3 separate regions of the Mus musculus genome follow, and regions 2 and 3 are each linked to region 1. The links are chromatin contacts, called in public HiChIP or PLAC-seq and Micro-C maps. All regions are on one chromosome and are shown on one strand. The core of a region is the stretch at or near the end of the contact, and the rest is flanking DNA. Distances in the headings are between cores, read along the strand shown. Region 1 holds the start of Rgmb (repulsive guidance molecule family member B). Region 2 has its middle 150 kb from the start of Gm41533. Region 3 has its middle 70 kb from the start of Gm41533.

Region 1 (3,280 bases), core at 226-2,725:
CTTGTCTTTGTGTTGGTAGAAGGAGAAGGAAAAACACAGGAGACTAGGCTTTAGTTTCTAAATTAAAGCTCTGCTGGGCTGATTGCTCAAGTGGCTTTTCAAAGGCAAAACAAGTGGGGACATTAAAATTCCTGTTTCTGTAGGACCACTAACTGAGCCCAACACCACCACCGCCACCTTTTGTTGTTGTTGTTGTTGTTGTTGTTGTTGTTGTTGTTCTCAATACCAAATAGAGCAGGTTCCAGTGTATCTTACAGACACCTTAAACGGACTCAAGGTATTTTTGTTTGGTTTGGTTTGGTTTGGTTTGGTTTGGTTTTCTCCCCAATTTGATTGGTATTTAGAGAAGATAACGGAAAATGAAATGCAAAAATCCAGACAGGGAATATGACGAGGGGTCTTTTGTTATTGAATTTCTGAACCTGGGAGTTCTGAGTCCTCAACCTTCCACATTTTTCTTGATAGTGAACCCAAGGTTCAGAAGTTAAACCCTCGAAGTCCCGCCCTTTTTTATACTACCCTATGCTGCCCCTACCGTTAGATGGAGAAACTGCAGGTAAAGGTTAGTGGAGAGAAGGCGATCTGGGGAGGATAAGGATTAACTAACTACCTGAGCCCAGATGCTTAGAGTTTTGTCTTAACTAAAGAAAACAAAACAAAACCGCACTCTTGTTCTAGAATGAGTGAGCTGCCGCTAACTATCTATGAAGCTCAAGAATCACCCTGGAGGTCTTTAATGATAAAATATTAAACTAAAAATAAGCCAGAAATTACAGGTTTATTTTTCACTAAACAGACAATTGAAATACATGGTACAAAAATAAGTGGTAAGATTATTGTAAATTGAAAAATGGACAGAATAAATATTCAATTTAATTTTCCATCTATGAGAATTTCACAATAAAATCATAATTTACTTTGTATTATTAAAAAAAAAAAAAAAAGAATCACCCTGGAGAACATAGCTCGATCTCCCCTCCCCCATCTCCTTCCACGGGATGCAAAGGACGTCGTCCTGAAACATTTCCTGAGCCAGTTCTTTTACAATACACTTTCTCATTTGGGTCTAAGGGGTTTCTTTCTACCCTTTCTCTCGACGTGAAGCCAAGTCATATTGGCACCTCAGGTGGACAGGAACGATAACCCTCTTGTGCTCGCACACGTCCAGAGGACCATCCCTGTCACCTCCTTCACAGTTACACGCAGTAGGAAGACCCTAGAGGATAGTTGGAGGGACGTGCTTTTGAGGGCACTGATGGACAGCTATAAAAAGCGAGGAGAAAAATCGAGGGGAGGGGGGTCTGTTGCCGTCGTGGCGGCGCGGAGTGCGAACACCGCACGCGTCCGGCTGACAACAGGCAGAGCCCGCAGCAGGACCGTGATGAGCCGGGTGGGTAAAGGCAGCGCTGCGGGCCCGGAGGGCGGCGCAGAGGGCGGCGCTGGCGGCGTGAAAGGCGCCTTTGTGCAAGCCGGTGTGTAGGACCGCGGGAGAGGAGAGAGCAGGACCTGGAAACGGGGAGAGGCGTACCACGCTCCCTGCCGTCGGGTCTCCAGCAGGACAGTAGGGTAGAGCGGTGGACTGGGGACCGGCGCTGCAGAGGTTGTCTGCCTCTGTGGCCGTGGGGCAGGGGTGGGAAGAGAACAGTTTGGAGGAAGTTGGGGAGAGGGACCTGTCTCCCCGCCCTCTCCGCCTAGGTGACAGAGAGGCCCCGCTGGCTGGCAGGGTGCAAGCACTGCCCCGGAGCTCACTCGGGAACCGGCATCTGGAGAGCGGCCCCCGGGTGGAGCCGCCCGCCTGCCGCCCACCTGGGGCAGAGTGGCGGGCGCGGCGTGGCCTCCCTCCTGCGCCCCGGCCGCGTGGCTTGCGGCTTATTTTCCCAGCTGGCAAGCGTCGCGCTGCAGACAAGGGAATGCCTGTGGTGAGTTGTTTATTTTGTTGAAGTTTGCGGTGGGCCCGGAGGACGGTGGGGGGGGGGCGAATAGCAGGCAGCGGCCGGGACTGTTTTGTTTAGGTCTTGGTCCACCTGTGTGGTATAAATCTGCCAGGCTCCGGGCTGTGGGGTCCAGGGTGAGAAAGCCCTGGCGTTCCAAAAGCTCCTGGCCACGTTTAATTTGCAATGCCTGGAACCGACTAGAGTCTAAGGAAGGCTGCTCCCCAACCCCCAGCTTTCCGTAGACGCTTCCCCTAAGGGACAGTCGCCTCCTATGACCTGGGAACAGCTGGCCACTGAAGTTTCCCCATTCCCTTCCCCATTCCTCGGGGGTAATGGAGCTGAAGCTTTAATGTGAGAGGAGCCCAAGAAAACAGAGACAAACTTATCGTGGGGGCGGGGGTGGTGTGAAGTTCGTTCAGGGGTGTTGGGTCGGACTGCTTCTACAAACTGGGATCCTGTGTTGGCCAATTTCCCAAACTAGACTGGTGAAAGGCTGGCTGGCTCCTGAGGGAGCCCATAGGAACCCCTGGGGCTGATGTTAGTACAGCCTCGGCTTCGTTTGCCTGGAAGAAAAGCCTAAATACATTAGTGAGAGGGTAAAGCTTTTAAGGCCTTCTTGGGAGTGAGTGGCTGGCTAATGAGAGGTTAATTTTGTTTCGAAGGGAAGGCTGTGCTGGTTTCCTGAGATAAATGGACAGGAAGCACATTACCTCCAAGCACTGGCAAGCGGCTCCCAAATGCTTTTTGCACCTGCCGCTTCTAGCCCTGAGAGCCAGAAGCGAGCCCTACTGGAGTCTGTTAGGGATCAAGGGGCCGGGGATGCAACCCCTTGCACTCTCCGTGGTCTCTCTCTCTTTCTCCAGGGGCTCAGCGCTCACACGGAGCCCTGGGGCTCTTCTCTTACACCTAGGTCCTGCGTGTTCCGGAGCTCGGGGGCATCCTGATCCCGCTGAGCCCCTTCCAGGTGCAGAAGGGTTAACAATGATGTAAGTACAAGCCAGGCGCTACATGCTGCTGGACTCTGGGCTATTCCAGCCCCTTATTTTCAAACACTGTGGAGCAACGAGCAGCAGGGGAGCCCTTACTCCGGAATGGGTTACACAAATAGCTTATTGCAGACTTCTCTGTCCTGGGTGAGCTGTTAAGCAGAGACCCTCATGTTAGGTTTCTGGGTTTGGAGATACAGTACCTGGGGAACAGTTAAGACACTATGTAAGGATTTGGGAAATGAAACTGCATCATGTTTAGAATCTATTAACGTTTCTGGCATCCGTTTTAATTACCCAATTGCATGCCCATGGTGTAGTATGCTTTGCTGGGTCTCTTAGATGCACTGTTCTGTTCTC
Region 2 (3,280 bases), core at 574-3,073, 220 kb before region 1:
TGAAAATAGTTTGCCAATAAGAGTAATGAATAGCACACAGAGTATTAAAAGCAAAACAAAACAAAACCAAAAAAATGAGGGTCTTTTGATCATCTTCTTGTAAACTATAAACAATATCTGACAGCTACAAAATATTACAATCTGTTTTCCCCCAGACTATCTCAAGGGCACTGGGCTCTCTTTAGATGTTTTAACTTTAATTTTATAGAAGTATAGAGATTACCTCTGGTGGTTGCATCTCCTGAAACCACAGACAGCAACTGAATAGGAAGGAATGCCAATATGACAGCCCAACTCCCTGCAGAGATAGCAAAAGTGTTTTCTCAAGCTGTAGCTGAAAACCATTTTGTCTAATTTTCACAAAGAACATGATAGTTTTGTTTCCCTGACAACACTCTTGAGTGTGCCTGGCCTCTATCCTTTTTCCTCTGGTCTACACCCAAGCAACAGCCCAAGCCCACAAATCTTCGCATCTAATGGGAAGTCACAAAGAAAGATGGACAGATGTCCCTCTGACTATCAGGCATGTTTTTATTCAAGATTATGAAGATAATAATGACTATATATAACTTAATATTTAGATTTTCAATTTCTTTATCATAGAAAATGTATGACTACCCCTTTCCACAAGAACAGAAAAAAAGATATTTTGTGAATATAGAGAATTTTTGCTGTTGTTTTCAAAATTGTTGTATTATATACATATATACTACATGTGTATAAAAACACACATAGAAATGGACTGGGAGCCAAGCATATAAATTCAGAAGTTGTCTGAGAATAGTAGGTACTTCTAGAGAAGTTTGGTTAAATCTATAATAATGTCTTTTTAAAACCTAGTGAAAGTATGTTTACTTAATATTATGATACATATTCCATCTTATTCTTTTATTGTTTATAGACTTTAAGGTCTCAAAATTAAAACAAAAAAGAGAAGACTACTAGCTAATCACAACCCCTCCATGCATTCCACTTTTGAAAGAAAGAATTGCAATTGGATAGAACACTCATCCTTGGTGTCTAAATAGCACTTTATATAAGAGAAATTTTCACTGGGCATTAATCAATTCAAAATCACAATTTTAATGACACTAGTAACCCTACTTTTAAATAAATACATTAATGTTCAAATCCACAAGTAAGTGCCCCATTTATCTGATTGACTAGAAGTAAGAAATGTCTTTATACATGCTTAAAACCCTTCATGTGCTCTTAAAGGCAAATGAAGGAGCGGGAATAAATATATTAGGGCTATATGTCTGTTTTTTATGGAAATGAAGAAATGTCCCCCCAAAATAACCCAGATATTTGAGTATATAGCAAAACACAGAAACTGTCAAGGACTGTAAAGGGTGAAACAAGGATATTCACTTAAGAAATTATAAATAGCATTATCATATATGTGTGCACCACACACCAGCTAGTAACTATTCAGAAATTCTGTGGCTCTGTATTGTTTCTAAGACCTTTAAAAAAACACATCATAAAATTATTGATGACTGTTTATTTGAGGCCCATGAATCATATCCTGAATATATTATATAATTATGAATCAGTCGGGGTTTTAAGACTTATTCATAATTCCATTTCCTTTTTAAAAATGAGTTGCCGCTTCTGCTTTGAGACTGAATTTGGCCTATCTCTTGAGGTTAACACCAGGCACATCTGTTGATGTCCCCAAACACGATGACAGCAACAATAGTAGGCTTATAAAATGAAAGCTGGAGAGGGAAACTTTTCCAAACACAGCAGGGAAAATAGCCTGAGATAAGTAGCAGATGCTCCAGAGGGAAGAAGGCATCTGCAAGCAGTTAGTGGGATGGAGAGCGCTGAAGGAGTTTTCCCTTTGCCAGATGCCTGAAATAGAGACAGATGAGCAATTCCTCTGAACTTCAGCAACAACGCCAGCTGAAAAAGCAGACCCCTTCTGCCAAGGGTCACTTGTTGAAACTGTTGACTGTAAATCAGAACTCCCCTTTAGGACTGATGGTACCCAGAAAATGTGTTCAAAATGTTTATCTGTTCACCTTACCTTTGGCACAAAGACCATCATCTGTAGTTGCTGAAGTCTGGGAGACTGAGCACAAATTGTTTACATGTTTTGAACAAAGTTACCTTTCTTAGACTCCCACATAACAGTGTCTCTTACCTTTATGCCATAAGTAAAGAATATTTCCAAGTAAAATAACCTACATTGCAAATGCATTAGCACAGAGTGCAGTATATTTAGGTCTGGCAAGACTAATGAAAAAGTCTTTTATACCTTTTCCTCTCTAATATAATTATTGATGCATCACCCTTTATTTTCTGACAGGTTTTTCTCTGTGTCAAATTAACTACCAGGGTTTATTTTCCTCCTATATTTCAAATCATGAGTCCTTTTTTTTTTTTTTTTTTTTTTTTTTTAGTACTCACTACTAGGGTGTCTTAAACATTAAAAATAATCTGGCTCTGCATTTTACAGCTCAGAATCTTCCGGCTCTGTATCTTAGGGTCTCCTCATGCCTGTGTGTACCTTACCAACCAATCAAGGGCACCTGTGGCCTCCATTCTACCTTATGCTATAACACATTTTTTCTTCTTTTCAATGTCTACTTAGAGGGAGTGGGAACCTCTCTGCTAGACCAGAGTTTCCCACAATGCATAGTGTAGTCTAATAACCCCTGTGTACTGTTAGAAATGCATATTTTTTCTTATTTGTATAGTTCACCTTCTGATGTGGATACTCTGAATTTACGATCCATTAATTTGTGTTTTGCTAATGTGAAGAGCATTGATTGTATCAGTCCGCATTTTTTAGAAATGCTCATCTAGATGACAGTGCGAGTATTCTCTCTAACAAATCTGTATATCATCTCTCTCAGAACCTTCTATGAAGAACTCACAGGGAGTTGCCCAATTGAGAAAGCCTAGGCATTTTTATATGTACTTTTAACGTCTTTATGGTGACCCCCAATATATAAAATAGATCCACTTAAATTTAAATCTGGTGTCAATTTTTCAAATAAATTAGTGAATTAATTGCATAAGTAAACCACCCTGGGTCAGAAACAGATCAGCTAAGTGGCAGACCCAAAGCTTCTTTAAAATGGCAGTCCCTTGATTTGTCTACAAAGCAGTGGTTCTCAACCTGTGAGTCACAGCCCTGTTGTGGTCATATATCAGATACCCTGAATATCAGATATTTTTATATTACAATTCATAACAGTAGGAGAATCATAGTTATGTAGTTGCAATGAAATAATTTTATGTTGGGGGGGGTCACTACAACATGAGGAAC
Region 3 (3,280 bases), core at 537-3,036, 150 kb before region 1:
GCAGCCTTATTTATAATAGCCAGAAGCTGGAAAGAATCCAGATGCCCCTCAACAGAGGAGTGGATACAGAAAATGTGGTATATTTACACAATGGAGTACTACTCAGCTATTAAAAAGAATGAATTTATGAAACTCCTAGGCAAATGGATGGACCTGGGGGGCATCATCCTGAGTGAGGTAACCCAATCACAAAAGAACTCAAATGATATGTACTCACTGATAAGTGGGTATTAGCCCAGAAACTTAGAATACCCAAGATATAAGATACAACTTGTAAAACACATGAAACTCAAGAAGAATGAAGACCAAAGTGTGGACACTTTGCCCCTTCTTAGAATTGGGAACAAAACACCCATGGAAGGAGTTACAGAGACAATGTTTGGAGCTGTGACGAAAGGATGGACCATCTAGAGACTGCCATATCCGGGAATCCATCCCATAATCAGCTTCCAAACGCTGACACCATTGCACACACTAGCAAGATTTTGCTGAAAGGACCCTGATATAGCTGTCTCTTGTGAGACTAGGCCGGGGCCTAGCAAACACAGAAGTAGATGCTCACAGTCACCTATTGGATGGATCACAGGGCTCCCAATGGAGGAGCTAGAGAAAGTAACCAAGGAGCTAAAGAGATCTGCAACCCTATAGGTGGAACAACAATATGAACTAACCAGTACCCCTGAGCTCTTGACTCTAACTGCATATGTATCAAAAGATGGCCTAGTCGGCCATCACTGGAAAGAGAGGACCATTGGACATGCAAACTTTATATGCCCCAGTACAGGGGAATGCCAGGGCCAAAAAGTGGGAGTGGGTGGGTAGGGGAGTGGGGGGGGGGGTATGGGGGACTTTTGGGTTAGAATTGGAAATGTAAATGTGGAAAATACCTAATAAAAATATTTAAAATAATAATAATAAATAAAAACTATAAATAAATAAATAAATAAATAAATAAATAAATAAATAAATAAAATAGCGTTTCAAGCACTGGAGATAAGCAAAGATTGGATTGATGAGGTCGTTCCTCATGACTCTTACATTTTGACAGGATAAATACATGTGTTGTCATCCTAGCAAGACAATAAAAGGAAAAATGCTGAAAATGTGAGCCCCTTCCTGGAGAGAGAAGGAATATACACATATATGCAAGCACATTTATATACTATACTCTATGTGCATTTCAATATTCACATAATAAGAAAAATAACCATAGCTAAAACACCTGGGTTTGGTTCATTTTACTTTGAAAAAGTACTTCAGCAAATATTTTAGATTTGTCTAGAATCTTTTTAGAATATTTTATAGCTTGCCAAAATATAAATATTCTTACTAATACAAAATTTCAAATAGCAAGCAGTGACAGAAAATTCTTAATGAAATTCACAAATCTTAACCCACCCTGTCAAAGAGCAACATGGAAAGAAAGAGTGTGAGTTGGCAAACACGTATGTTCCTGCTCTGCTGACTTCCCAGCCAAACATTTACACCCAGTCACCCCGGGCTCCCTCAGCATTGCTGGGACCACACTCAGCCTTTTCCTAATAATATACAGAGTCACAAATGAATGCTCTTCCTAGATTTAAATAGAAATTGGAGGGAGCTTAAAAGGCATAAAAGCATATGTAAGCCACACTGCTGGCTTACTCACGCTTTTTTGCTCTTGCACAAAGACATATTTCATTTAAGTGTGAATATATGTGTGACCAACACGAAAGCTGAGGGTTTGCAAATCAGTCAGCAGTCGCTGAGCCTGTTCAGCTGTGTTTCTACTTCACCAGGCCCCTTGGGGACAGCTGGGAGCAGGTGGGACGTTCCAGTTTATTAGCAAGTTAAGTCAGTGTTGCTGAGCAGCCTAATAGACTGGCAGATCTCCATGAAGACAGAAAAGCATTACGCTGGGAAGACACATGAGAAAGAAAAATCATTTTTACCATTAGAAACAGCACCTGCTGGATATGTTCCCTAGTCCAGGCATTGTGCTAAGTAATTGGGGTATGTCGTGCTATTCATTAAATCTTTCAGACAAGTTACTGAGGCTTCTGTAGACAAAGAACATTAAAATTATACATGATGTGGGGATCCAAAATGGTCTCAAGGCTGAGAGTACCAAACCTTTAATCCTAGCATTTGAAAGACAGAGGCAACAGCTCTCAGTGAGTTCCAAACCAGCCAGGGCCACATATAGACTCTCTCTCTCAAAAAACAAAAACAAACAAGCAAACCAGATTGCAAAGGTATTAAAGAGAATTTTAGGTTGTCCTCCTTACACTTTAATTTTAACTTGAGCATGTAACAAAATGAGGGAAGCAGAATATAAAATTTTGGTGCTAGATCGAGATCAAGTTTAAAGAAATTATTTAGTCCGATGGATTTTGTCTCTTTTCGTTTTTAACTTTTAGTCCTCTCTCATACATTACATCCAACCACCGTTTCCCCTCCCTCCCCTCCAAGTCCCTCCCCCACCTCACCTCTCCCCCCAGATCATCTTAGTCCAGTGTTTTAATTTTTACCTTGAATTAAATGTAAAGACCAGAGTTGCAGTGTCACTATGAACAAATACCTCCCCCCTTCACTATTTAGATGAGTGCTCTTCACAAAGTTTTCAGAACAAATAAATCAGATATGATTTTCCTTCTGTTTTAGGATTTTTCCTATTTATCTATCCAGTGCATAGGGCTAACAGATCCATTAGTCAAACTTTCAAAACCAGAAGTTATATCAAAGTAGCTATATTCATGACTGGCTAGGGTTAGTAATATAACTTGTACTTGTTAAACTCAGCTCCACAAAGACCTTCTTTTTGATTCACAGAAAGATGTGTGGAGTCCCACCATTATTCTGATACACTTTTGTCTAGCATCCATATGTCTGTCCAAAAGGAAGCGTCTCCAGACTAGAGGTGTAGCTCAGTAGACAAATGCTTGCCTTGCATGTACAAGGCGGCAACAGAAAAATGTATGTTTCTCAATTAGTAAGTATAACTAGGGGGGGCACAGACATTCACACAGTTTCTCATCACTTTAGACCACAATTGGAAGCTGTGTTACTTTTCACCATTTCTCTGATAAACCAGGAGTTTTTCAAATGTAAACATACCAAAGAGAGGGACAGAAAGCAGCCAGCCTCCTCCACAAGGAGAAATGTGGGAATGATTCCACAAAGATTTCAGGAACTCACTTGAACTGTCTTCAAACACCTGAAACAAAGAACAATAGTGATAAGAATTCTGTCTATTATTAACTTCCATCAGTATCAGGTACCACGCAAAGGCTTTTATAGA

Evidence for each region. A called contact is a pair of places that touch in the nucleus more often than the background predicts. HiChIP or PLAC-seq counts read pairs in DNA pulled down with a chosen protein or histone mark.
Region 2: a contact with region 1 is called in a Micro-C map of muscle stem cells, with 3 times the contacts expected there. The contact joins the enhancer-like site here to the promoter of Rgmb in region 1. A contact is called at or near these places in 8 of 39 promoter capture datasets (the 3T3-L1 cell line, cancer-associated fibroblasts, cranial neural crest and 4 more), 14 of 484 Hi-C or Micro-C datasets (adipose-derived mesenchymal stem cells, embryonic fibroblasts, epidermal suprabasal cells and 5 more), 11 of 115 datasets of contacts at active chromatin or transcription factors (the NIH/3T3 cell line, craniofacial prominence, embryonic forebrain and 8 more) and 3 of 9 other capture datasets (adipose tissue, embryonic stem cells and pancreatic islet).
Region 3: an H3K4me3 HiChIP or PLAC-seq map of embryonic forebrain shows a contact between it and region 1, with 4 times the contacts expected there. The contact joins the enhancer-like site here to the promoter of Rgmb in region 1. A contact is called at or near these places in 4 of 39 promoter capture datasets (the 3T3-L1 cell line, embryonic stem cells and hippocampal neurons), 8 of 484 Hi-C or Micro-C datasets (cortical neurons, embryonic fibroblasts, muscle stem cells and 5 more), 15 of 115 datasets of contacts at active chromatin or transcription factors (craniofacial prominence, differentiating embryonic stem cells, embryonic basal ganglia and 9 more) and 2 of 9 other capture datasets (adipose tissue and pancreatic islet).

The regions. Positions count from the first base shown.
Region 1 is chr17:15,829,260-15,832,539 of GRCm38.p6, reverse strand. It overlaps Rgmb (repulsive guidance molecule family member B), which reads left to right and starts at 1,475. Exons shown (of 5, transcript NM_001372257.1): 1 at 1,475-1,919; 2 at 2,845-2,920. The coding sequence starts at 2,916.
Region 2 is chr17:16,053,249-16,056,528 of GRCm38.p6, reverse strand. No RefSeq gene overlaps it. Among named protein-coding and RNA genes, the nearest start is that of Gm41533, 150 kb to the right of the region's middle. Within about 2 kb of position 1,823, at least 33 of the 459 cell types and tissues checked have an H3K27ac peak or open chromatin away from gene starts, as enhancers often do. A contact at or near this core is called in the NIH/3T3 cell line, adipose tissue, cancer-associated fibroblasts and 7 more, where this site is marked.
Region 3 is chr17:15,976,082-15,979,361 of GRCm38.p6, reverse strand. No RefSeq gene overlaps it. Among named protein-coding and RNA genes, the nearest start is that of Gm41533, 70 kb to the right of the region's middle. Within about 2 kb of position 1,786, at least 33 of the 459 cell types and tissues checked have an H3K27ac peak or open chromatin away from gene starts, as enhancers often do. A contact at or near this core is called in embryonic basal ganglia, embryonic forebrain, embryonic limb bud and 4 more, where this site is marked.